Regions from separate parts of the Sus scrofa genome. Here region 2 is linked to region 1. Evidence: chromatin contacts called from public HiChIP or PLAC-seq data. All regions are on one chromosome and are shown on one strand. Each heading gives the region's core, a stretch centred on a gene start, on an enhancer-like site or on the middle of the called end of the contact. The rest is flanking DNA. Distances are from core to core; before and after follow the strand shown.

Region 1 (5,168 bases), core at 1,434-3,933:
TGCATATGTGGCAGGTGCAGCCAAGATAGAAAAAAAGAAAACCAGTTCCTCAATATCATAATGGATGGTTGACACCTCCGAAATTGTCTTGGCTGTCTCCTCATTGTGACAAGGTGACTGCCACAGCTTCAGACATCACTTCCTCACACAATGACATCCAAAGGCAGGAAGGAGAGTGGGCGAAATGGAACAAGCCTCTCTTCCTGTATTTTTCTCATTTTATAGTGAGCTCTCTCTTCCTCAAGAGCCATCAGCAGACTTCCTCTTGTCTCTCAAAGGCCAGAAATGGGTCACAGGCTCTCCCCTGGACATCCCCAGGCCCAGAGGGGCAGAATTTAGTTCCTGCCACATGGTAGATTGAGAGACTTGAAATTTAAAAAAAAAAAAAGCTCACTCAAGGACAAAGTATAAAAGATGTTGCATTTTTTAAAAATTTGCGATAAAATAGACATAACATAAAATGCACAATTTTAACAATCTGTAAGAGTACAGTTCAGTGGCACCGTGAACATTCCCACTGTTGTGCAAACATCATTACCATCCAACTCTAGAACTTTTCATCTTCCCACACTGAAACTCTATCCCCATTAAACACTAACTTTCCATTGCCCGCTTCAGTCTCTGGCACCCACCCTTCTTCTTTCTGTCGCTGTGAATTTGACTCCTCTGGGTACCTTGCAGAAGTGGAATAATGCAGTATTTGTCCTTTTGTGCCTTGCTGATTTCATTTAGCATAATGTCCTCATGCTCATGCATATTGTAAGTCTGAGCTGGAATTTCTTTCCTTCTTCTTCTTTTTTTTTTTTTTGGTTCAATAGGGGAGGAAAAAAAAACCCCAACGTTTGGGCATTTTATTTGTTTGGATTCCATATCATCAGAACTTAGGTTGATGGTCATGCCAGTTGGTTACGTTATTTCAAAAAAATTACTGATTTGATTATTTCAATGCCTTAATATTTTTCTAGCTTTCGTTTTAAGCTCATATGTACAAGGACAGCACCAAGAGCCTTCAGGGGCCAGTGTGTGGGTGTTTCCTGACACCCCCCCCCTTTTGTGCAAATACATCTCCCAGCCTATTGGGCATGTGGTATCCACTGTGGGAAAAGAGACTTTTTAAGGCTGAATAGTATCCTGTTGTATGTATGTACCACATTTTGCTTAACCCTCCATTCGTTGTTGGCCTCCTGGGTGGCTTCCATTATTTGACCATTATGAGTATTGTGCGGGCAGTTTTGTTAATTACAGCATCTTCAAAAGCATCTTCACTGATAAAATGACAGCAGTGGACCAAGTGCCAGCAAGGATTTGGAAAGACTGGGACTCTCACCCATTGCTGGTGAGGATGCAAAATGGTACAACCATTTGGGAAAATAGTTCAGCAGTTTCTTAAGCAGTTTAACCTACACCTATCATGTGATTGGGTCATTTCACTCCTAAGTATATACTAAGAGAAATGGAAACATACATCCACACAGAAACTTATATATGAACGTTCATCGCAGCTTTATTTACAAGAGCCGAAAGATGGAAACAACCCAAATGTCCATCAAGTGATGAATGGACGAATTGTGGTCTATCTGTAGGTTGGAATATTTTTCAGCTATGAAATGTATGAGGAGGAGTTCCTGTCGTGGCGCAGTGGAAAAGAATCCGACTAGGAACCATGAGGTGGCAGGTTTGATCCCTCGCCTCACTCAGTGGGTTAAGGATCTGGTGCTACCATGAGCTGTGGTGTAGGTGACAGACGCGGCTCGATCCTGTGGCTGTAGTGTAGGCTGGCAGCCGTAGCTCTGATTTGACCCCTAGCCTGGAAACCTCCATATGCCGTGAGTACGGCCCTTAAAAAAAAAAAAGTGAGGAGTTCCTGTTGTGGCCCAGAACCCAACACAGTCACTGGCCTTGTTCAATGGATTAAGGATCCAATACTGCTGCAAGGTGCAGTGTAGGTCACAGATACCGCTCGGATCCAGTGTTGCCATGTCTGTGGCGTAGGCCTCACCTATAGCTCCAATTTGAACCCTGGCCTGGGAACTTCCATATGCCACAGATTTGGCTGTAAAAAGAAAAAAAAAAGGCATGAAGTTCTGATACTTATGGTACAATATGAATGAACCTTGAAAACATGCTAAGTGAGAGAAGCCAGATACAAAAGGCCATATGTCATAGGATTCCATTTATAGGAAATGTCCCGAATCAGCAAATTCATAGAGACAGCACACTGGAGGGTGTCAGGTGCTGGCAGCGGGGAATGGGAGTGACTGCTAGGGTGTGGGCTTTCCTTTTGGGCTAATGAAAAATGTTCTGGAATTAGATAGTAGTGTAGGTTGCACAACTGTGCGAATATATTAAAACCACTGAATTGTATAGTGTGAAAAAAAAAAAGGAAGAAAAAGATGAGTACAAGCCCCAGCCCCTGCCCCAGGCCCCAGCCCTTTAAAAAAAAAAAAAATCAGTGGTTATCCTGGAAACTATCATTGCTCCCATTTTACAGATGAGAACATTGAGGCCCAGACACTCAATGACTTCATCAAGGAAATAGAGCTGGTGAGTGGGAAAAGCAGGGATTTTGAACCCAGCCTATTCTGCCTCCAAGGCCTCACTACATAGCGCCACACCCTAAGGGGCTTCCTGAGTCTTAGGCTCGCCTCTCTTGGCCACCATCTCCTCATCTGTGCAAAGGTCACGATGATTCAGAGAGGCGTGAAAGTGGCCGGCCCTTCGCTTGGCACAGAGCAGATGCATCAGTGTATTGGGTAACATGTCTCTCCTTCCTTCTCCACTCCAGGAAACAGAGAAGAGCCCAGTTCTTGGGAGGGCAGACACCGGGCCTGGGGGAGGCTGCAGCTCATCAGAGCAGCTCAGCCACCTCCCAGCACCTGTCCCCGGGCAGGGATAGAGGCCACAGCACCATGTTCCTGCTGCCAGTGTGTGGGTGTTTCCTGACACCCCCCCCCTTTTGTGCAAATACATCTCCGGTGACGTTCCCGTTGCCATGGCAAGAGGCGCCCTCTTCTATCTAGAGTGACAGTCACCACCAGGCTGGGACCAGAGCCAGCACAGCCCAAGGGCAGATTAATTCTGCCATTGCAAGTCAGACTCTGCAGGCTCTGCGCCTCTCGGGAAAGGCCAGCTGCCTGGCACCTTCCTTCTCACTGGCTGCTTCTCCCAAGGGTGGGAAAGAGGGCACGCAGGGCCTCATCCAGGGCTTCACCCTGTTTTCTGAGGAGCTCCGGATGGGGAGAGAGCAGGCTGACGCATGTTTCTGTCCCAGGGCCTCTGTTTCCAAGCTGCGTGATCTTGAGCCTCAGTTTCTTCATTGGAAAAGTGTCTGTATTGGAGTTCCCACTGTGGTGCAGTGGAAACGAATCTAACTGGAAACCATGAGGTTGGGGGTTCGATCCCTGGCCTCACTCAGTGGGTTAAGGATCCAGTGTTGCCATGAGCTATGGTGTAGGTTGCAGATGTGGCTTGGATCTTGCATTGCTGTGGCTCTGGTATAGGCCGACAGCTGTAGCTCCGATTAGACCCCTAGCCTGGGAAGCTCCACATGCTGCTAGTGTGGTCCTAAAAAGCAATAATAATAATAATAATAAATTTTTAAAAAGGAAAGTGTCTGTATCACTACCTCCCCACAGGCTTGTTTTAGGGGACACTTTGTCATTCAACCAACATTTGTTGGCCCTGACTAAATACCAGGTGCTAGGGTTAGAGCAGGGGCTGAGGCAAGGTCCCTGTCCTCCTGTGTCAGAAAAAGAAAGAACTTGAGAATTTCATCTGTGAGCCGTGCTGTGCGTGAAACCCCAAAGGAGTGACAGGGAGATGTGACTGTGACTTTAGCTTGGGGTGGGGGTGATTAGGGAAGACTTTGCTGACAAGGCAAGCCATGAGAAAACCTCGGGGCCAAGCATTCAGGGCAGAGGAACAGCACGTGCAAAGGCCCTGGGGCAGGAATGGGCTCAGACTGTTTCAGGAACAAGGAGGCCTATATGGGAGGGGAGGGCAGAAGCCAATTACACAGGGCCATGGAAGCTTCTGGGAGGAATCTAGATTTTGATCTGAGAGCAAAGGCTCTCAGCAAGTGCTAGAAGGATGTCAGCCAGGGAGAGGTAGGATCTGTTTCACATTTATTTAGTAGAGGCCTCGGCTCCTTGCCTTGGATGAGTGTATTCAAGTTTCACAAACGTGTTTCACAGGGGCCTAGCAGATCTCATTTGAATAAATCATTGACTTTCATGAAACAGACAAGTCCTCGGCCTTGAGAACGAACGTGTAGGTGGAAGTAAATTCATTCCCCTTATTGATGTTCCCTTGCTGTCAGCTCTGGTCTGGTAATGGTCTTCAACCAAAGTCTAACGGCAGCTTGGGGCTCAGAGATAATGACGCAGTCATGTTCATAGCTTCACTCTTTACAAGAGCCGAAAGGGGGAGCAACCCAGCGCCCATCAGCAGATGAATGGATAAACAGAATGTGGTCCATCCACACAGTGGAGTACGATTCAGCTTTCAAAAGGAAGACAATTCTCACATGGGCCACAACACGGGTGAACCTGGAGGACATTCTGCTGAGTGAGATAAGCCAGTCGCATAAGGACAAAGACCGTATAACTCCACTTCTTTTCCTCTTTCTTTCTTTCTGTCCTTCTTTTGGCCATGCCCCTGAACAGGCAGAACTTCCCAGGCCAGGGATCGAACCTGTGCCACAGCAGTGACCCGAACCACAACAGTGAGAAAGCTGGATCCTTATCTGCTAGGCCATCAGGAAACTCCTGAAAACAATGTTTTAAAATTTTATCTTCTAGGAGTTCCCATCGTGGCGCAATGGTTAACAAATCCGACTAGGAACCATGAGGTTGTGGGTTCCATCCCTGCCCTTGCTCAGTGGGTTGGGGATCTGGCATTGCTGTGAGCTGTGGTGTAGGTCGCAGACACGGCTCAGATCCCACATTGCTGTGGCTCTGGCGTAGGCCGGCGGCTACAGCTCCAATTCAACCCCTAGCCTGGGAACCTCCATATGCCATGGGAGCAGCCCTAGAAAAGGCAGAAAGACAAAATAAATAAATAAATAAATAAATAAATAAATAAATAAATAAATAAATAAATAAAATAAAATAAAATAAAATTCCATCTTCTAATTATTTATTGCCAGTAGGTACAATTGATTTTTGTAT
Region 2 (5,178 bases), core at 599-3,098, 210 kb after region 1:
TGCATGGGCGTGCCCCTGGTGTGCCAGGGGGCACGCCCTCCTCCTGTCTCTTCTTTCGGGGGGCGGGGGTGTCCCAGGACCCCCTGCAGGCATAAACGCTCACCCTCCTCCTCTCTTTGGGAGCTGCAGAGGGGCAGCAGAGATGCCTGGGGGACATGCCCAGTGGACCCCCAGGCCTGGATGCCCAGGGTGTCTGGAGCTCTGTTCATTTGCCAAGTGCCTCCTGCACACCTAGCAGTTTTGGGTGCAGAGACACAGCTGTCAATGAGCAGTGGAGACAAGAAGCTGATTTCAGCTGCCAGTAAGACCCCCTGACGGCAGGGTGTCTTGGGAGGATGGCTTTGGAGAGAATGGTTGGTCAAGGAAGGCTGCTGTGGGGAGTCACTTGAAGCTGAGAACTAAAGACCTGTGAAAAAGCGGCCAGGCAGGCCAAGTGTCGATGGCTGGGCAGAAGAGGTTCTGGTGGCTGGAGTGAGTGAGCAAGAGGAGAAGGAGGGAGCAGGCTCGAAGCGGGCAGGACTGGCCCTCATGCACCGTGAGGAGGTCTTTGGATGTTATTTGCAGAGCTTTGGGTCATCATTGTAAGATCTGAGCAGAGGAGTGACATGATGGGATGGGTATCCTTAAAAGCTCACCTGGCCTCCCTTGAGGAGAACGGATCGTGGGCAGCACGTCCCAGGTCCCCCACACGGTTGGAATGTGTGGCCCTCCCCTGGTGGTATGCCCGGAACCCAGGATGAGGGCTGGGGGTAGGATGTGCGACGGGGAGGGGGCGAGCGGGAACAGGAGTGCTTCAGAGACCTGTGGCCTATTGTTCCTTGGGTTTTGTGAGCAGGATGGAAAGGCTGAGGGCCAAAGGGACAAGCAGGTCAATGACCCCAGAGTTGGAGAAATCGGTCGTGACCTGGATCTCGATCCAAAGTTCAACCCAGTTAACTTTCAACCTCCTGGGAGCTGCCTGGGGCGTCCATAGCAGGTGTTTGTATGGGACGCAGGCTGACCTGGCTGTCACGGGTGTCTCAGTGAGGAAGGAAAGAGGACGCCCTAGAGAGCCAGCCCTCTAGCAACTCCAAACCCTCCTCCCACCCTCAGTGATTGGAGGTCTCATTTGCACTTAGAAGAGGCTCCTCAAATAGAGTCCCCCATCTCGAGGGCCTGGTCACCTTGGCAGCATCAGGCCGGGTTGGGGGCAGACCACAGGTGGAACCAGCACTGGGGAATGACAGCGGAAGAAGCTGTTTGCTCCTGTCTGCTGGGGTGGAGAAGCTCTGTTTTTCTGAACCCTCATCTGTTCTTACCGCTGCTGACGCCGCCACCGCCACGGATGGGGAGAGAGGGAGGGGGGGAGAGCCTGTGCCAATTTGGCCCGCCCCTTCTGAACCTGGGCTTCTGCCACACTCCCCCGCCCCGCCTGCTCCTGCGAGCCTCCGTCTGGAGGTCACATTCAGCCCTGACGCGCCTCGCTGGGTCAGGCAGCAGGAAGATCAGCCGATCCCAGGCTCTCTGTGAGGCTGCCCAGGCACTGCTACCTGACAGGCTGGGGTCTTTGGACTCTGTCCTCAGAGTAGGGAGGTGTCAGGGGTCTGGGGACTGAGCACCGGTATTGGGCACATTGGTGCCCTAAGGAGGCGAGGACGCTGTGCTTCCTGGTGACGCCTGGCACAGGGCACCGAGCACACAGCCGACAGCTTCTCGCCACCCGCCCCCATCGGCGAAGGGCACCTCGCACGCCTGCAGCTGCGGGGGGCACGGCTCAGGGGTGGCAGCGCCGGAGGAGCCCTGGGCCACCACGGCGCGCAGCACGGAGCTGCTTCCCCGCCCTTCCCGGAGCCAGCCTCCGCCTGCCGCCCTCCCACCGCCCGGCCCCTCCCTCTTCCCCCCTCCCTCGCGCGTTGGACGAGAAGGATGTGAGGCAGAGCTGAGCCGCCAGCAGACGCCAGCCAGAAGCCTTGCGGAGCCGGCACCACGGCCGCCCAGCCTCCCGCCTCCCAGCCCGCTGCTCCCAGCTCCGATCCCTGGAGCATCCTCCAAGCCGTATGTTTCCGGAAAACTTGGCCGAGGGGGAGACGCAGATGAGAGGATGTGAGTGAGTGGCTCCGGGGAGGGGATGAGGGGGGTGCTTTGTGCCACGGTGACAGGGACCCCCCCCAGGGCCGGCGACTTGGGAGTTCTAACCCGTGAGATCTCACCGTCTTTCTCTTGGCGCCCCTTCCCCTGCCTCTGGCTGTGGGGCTGGGTCTTTTCAGGAAGGAGGGAAGTGCTTGGGTCTGTGTTTGGGGCAGGCAGGTCTTGGGGGTCTTGGCTGGCACATGCTTAGAGGTGCTCTCTCCAGGTAGACAGGGTGGGGGGGGCTTTCAGCTGCGTCTAGTCCCGGTGGTCTCCAAGGCTTGGTGGGACCTATAGAGCACCACCCTGAGCCCGGCATCCTCAGTCTGGGGTTCCCAGAACCAGAACCAGAAGGAAAACTCTCCACCCCCATCGCAGGGACCCTGGCCAGTAATATTAGGACACTCACCCTAGTCCTTCACACAGCAGTTAAAGAAACTGAGGCCCCAGAGCAGAGGGGGTGGTGGAGACCCCACAGCAGTTCTGGCCAAGGCTTCTGGACCACTCAGTCCAGTGTTCCTTCACCAGTAGTTTCGGGGGAGAGCTGGGTGACCCCCCCTGCCAAGCTCCTGCTCCAGGAGTGAGGTTAATTAGGACCCTAAACCCCCCCCCCCCGCCCGAAGCCAACTCTAAGCCGCTTCTTTATTTATGTGTTGAGTTGTAAATGTCAACCTGTGGGGGGGGTCCTGCCACCCCCTGGGCCCTCGTTCCCCTCACCCCACACCCCCCAGCAGGCCCAGATGGGAGACCCGCCCTCTCCCTACCGGGGTTCCGGCCGACGTGTTTGCCTGGGTTCTCTTGGCCCCGGCTGGGGAAATATAAATAAACGCGTCCCCGTCGTCCTCCGCCAGGTTCTGTGGAAGTGGCAGCTGCTGCTGGCGCGGGCAGAAGGAAAGGTCAGGGGGCTGGGTTACACTTGATCCCACGCCCCGGCCCTCCCCTCTGTGCCTGTCCTTGAGGAACCCTGAGGAGCTGCCGAGGAGCCACGTGGCCCCATGGCCTTCACGGGGGAGCAGGTGGCCTGTCAGTCCAGCACCACCCCCACCCCGCTGGGTCCAGAGGCGGGAGAGCAGAAAACTTGGGTTCTGATGTCCACTTGGGCCCCTGGCCCATCCTACAAGCTTGAGAGTTGCTGTGATCCCTTGAGCCTTGGTTTCCCCCGTCCTAGGGATGGGAAAACAGCCATGGCCTGGACAGCAAGGATGAGAGGGAACCTGATCTTTAAAAGGCTTTGCAAACTCCAGGTTGCTTAGCCATGTGACGTGGTGGTTTGTTGATGTTGTTTTTGCTGCTGTTTTATGACTATTAGAGCCTTGTACATAGCAAGCCGTCGGCACGTTTGAATGGACGGATGGGTGGGTGGATAGGTGGGTGGATGGATAGGTGGGTGGATGGATGAATGAATGGAAACCAGAAAATACCAACACACAGACTGTCAGCCCCTCAGGCTCCCGCACCCCTGCAAAACATCAGTCGTAACCCTCCCTGCTTGCAGCTTGATTTGATTCAAGGCAAACAGCTTCAAACTTCGTTATGGGAAATCTTTCTGTCGTCCTTACAAGTCTAGCTCTGGGGCTCAGAGGCCGCTGTGTTCCCAGCAATGTGACTCAGGCTTCGTGCCTGCTGCCCTCTGGGGGCCCAGGCCTGCCCCACAGCCCCTGGGAGGCGTGAGCCTCCTGTCCGTCCCTCCAGCGGCCGTCAGGAAGGGGCAGGCCCTACCTGCTCAGGCTGACCTGGCTGCACAAAGGCACGCAGCGGGAGATGCAAGGTGTAAATATGTAGAGGCGCCAGCCTGTGCAAGGCGTGTCTGCGTATAAGCTTTGTGGGCAGAGGGGCTGACTCTGGGCTGCTTCCGGTGCATGTGGGGGGTGCCTTTGTGCTGAGCCTGGGATTTATGGCATTGAAAATGGGAGAGAGGTTGGAGGTGCAGCTCTGACTTGAGTTTGTGGGAATGGAGGGAACTTTCTCTGACTTAGGAGGGTTTGGGATGGGGTCTGCCAATTTCTGGGTGTGTGGGGGGGGTCTTTCCACATAAGGATTCTTCGAGGCTGTGAAAGAAGCTTGTGGAGATGGGGGGGCAGGGGCTGTGGTTTGGTGGAGGGGGCAAGTCCATTCCCAGCCCCTGAATCTGCCTGGAGGCCAGGGTGGGCCTTTAGGTTTTGGCAGGGAACTTTGGGCCCTGAGGGTGCCCCGTTAACCTGGGGGCAGCATCTCCTGGCCCAGCTCACCCGCTCCTGGCCTGGACTCCACCCTCCCACCCCTGCTCACACGTTCCTTCCTTTCCCTGGCCCGGTGCGGCCGGAAAACAGTTCCGTCTCCCGAGGCCTCGTCTGCAGCTGTGAGTGAGTGTCAGTGCTGGGTCACGACAGCCAGGGGAGGAGGAGAAGTGGGGCCCCGGGCGGGGTCTGTGCCCCAGACCTCAGGCCTCAGTCCCCGGGACCCTTGACAGTGGCCTCGGCAGGGGTGCACCCAAGGCTGCACCCTCCTGCCCCTCGGGTTCCAGGAGCCTAGGCCTTTCCCATGCAGCCTGGGGAGGCCAGGCCGCCGCACTCTTCCGGTGCCTCTTGATGCCACCCCCCTCCCCCCAGTTTGTCTTTTTGGAGCCTTGGACCTCTGCAGGGAGCCTGAGGCCTGGGATCAGGGCTGCTTTCTGCCCAGGGTCTGTTGACCCTCCAGGCTGTGAGCACAGGCCCCCTTGGCTGCCCCTCACCTGCCGCCCTCTCCCCTGCAGGTCTCCTGGAACACGGCCGGAACTGGTCGGCCATCGCCCGGATGGTGGGCTCCAAGACTGTGTCCCAATGTAAGAACTTCTACTTCAACTACAAGAAGAGGCAGAACCTGGATGAGATCCTGCAGCAGCATAAGCTGAAGATGGTGAGTTCCCCCTGCACTGCCCTGCTCACCCCAGCCAGACCTGTGGGCCCAGGAGGAGGCTGAAGCTCCAGAGCCCCAGCCAGGAAGGGGTCTCCCTAACGGTTACAGGGGGTGATCTGTGCCTGAAGCATCCCTGCGGGGGTGCCGCCATGGACAGGCCCACCCTCCCGCCTCCCCACTCCCACCCCAGCACTCCTG

What was found. HiChIP or PLAC-seq counts read pairs in DNA pulled down with a chosen protein or histone mark.
Region 2: an H3K27ac HiChIP or PLAC-seq map of skeletal muscle shows a contact between it and region 1. The contact joins two enhancer-like sites. A contact is called at or near these places in 2 of 2 datasets of contacts at active chromatin or transcription factors (alveolar macrophages and skeletal muscle).

The regions. Positions count from the first base shown.
Region 1 is chr14:28,542,963-28,548,130 of Sscrofa11.1, forward strand. No RefSeq gene overlaps it. Among named protein-coding and RNA genes, the nearest start is that of NCOR2, 97 kb to the right of the region's middle. Within about 2 kb of position 2,684, at least 41 of the 83 cell types and tissues checked have an H3K27ac peak or open chromatin away from gene starts, as enhancers often do. A contact at or near this core is called in alveolar macrophages and skeletal muscle, where this site is marked.
Region 2 is chr14:28,758,008-28,763,185 of Sscrofa11.1, forward strand. NCOR2 (nuclear receptor corepressor 2) reads left to right here. Exons shown (of 49, transcript NM_001044576.1): 19 at 4,838-4,980. Among named protein-coding and RNA genes, the nearest start is that of RFLNA, 81 kb to the right of the region's middle. Within about 2 kb of position 1,849, at least 63 of the 83 cell types and tissues checked have an H3K27ac peak or open chromatin away from gene starts, as enhancers often do. A contact at or near this core is called in alveolar macrophages and skeletal muscle, where this site is marked.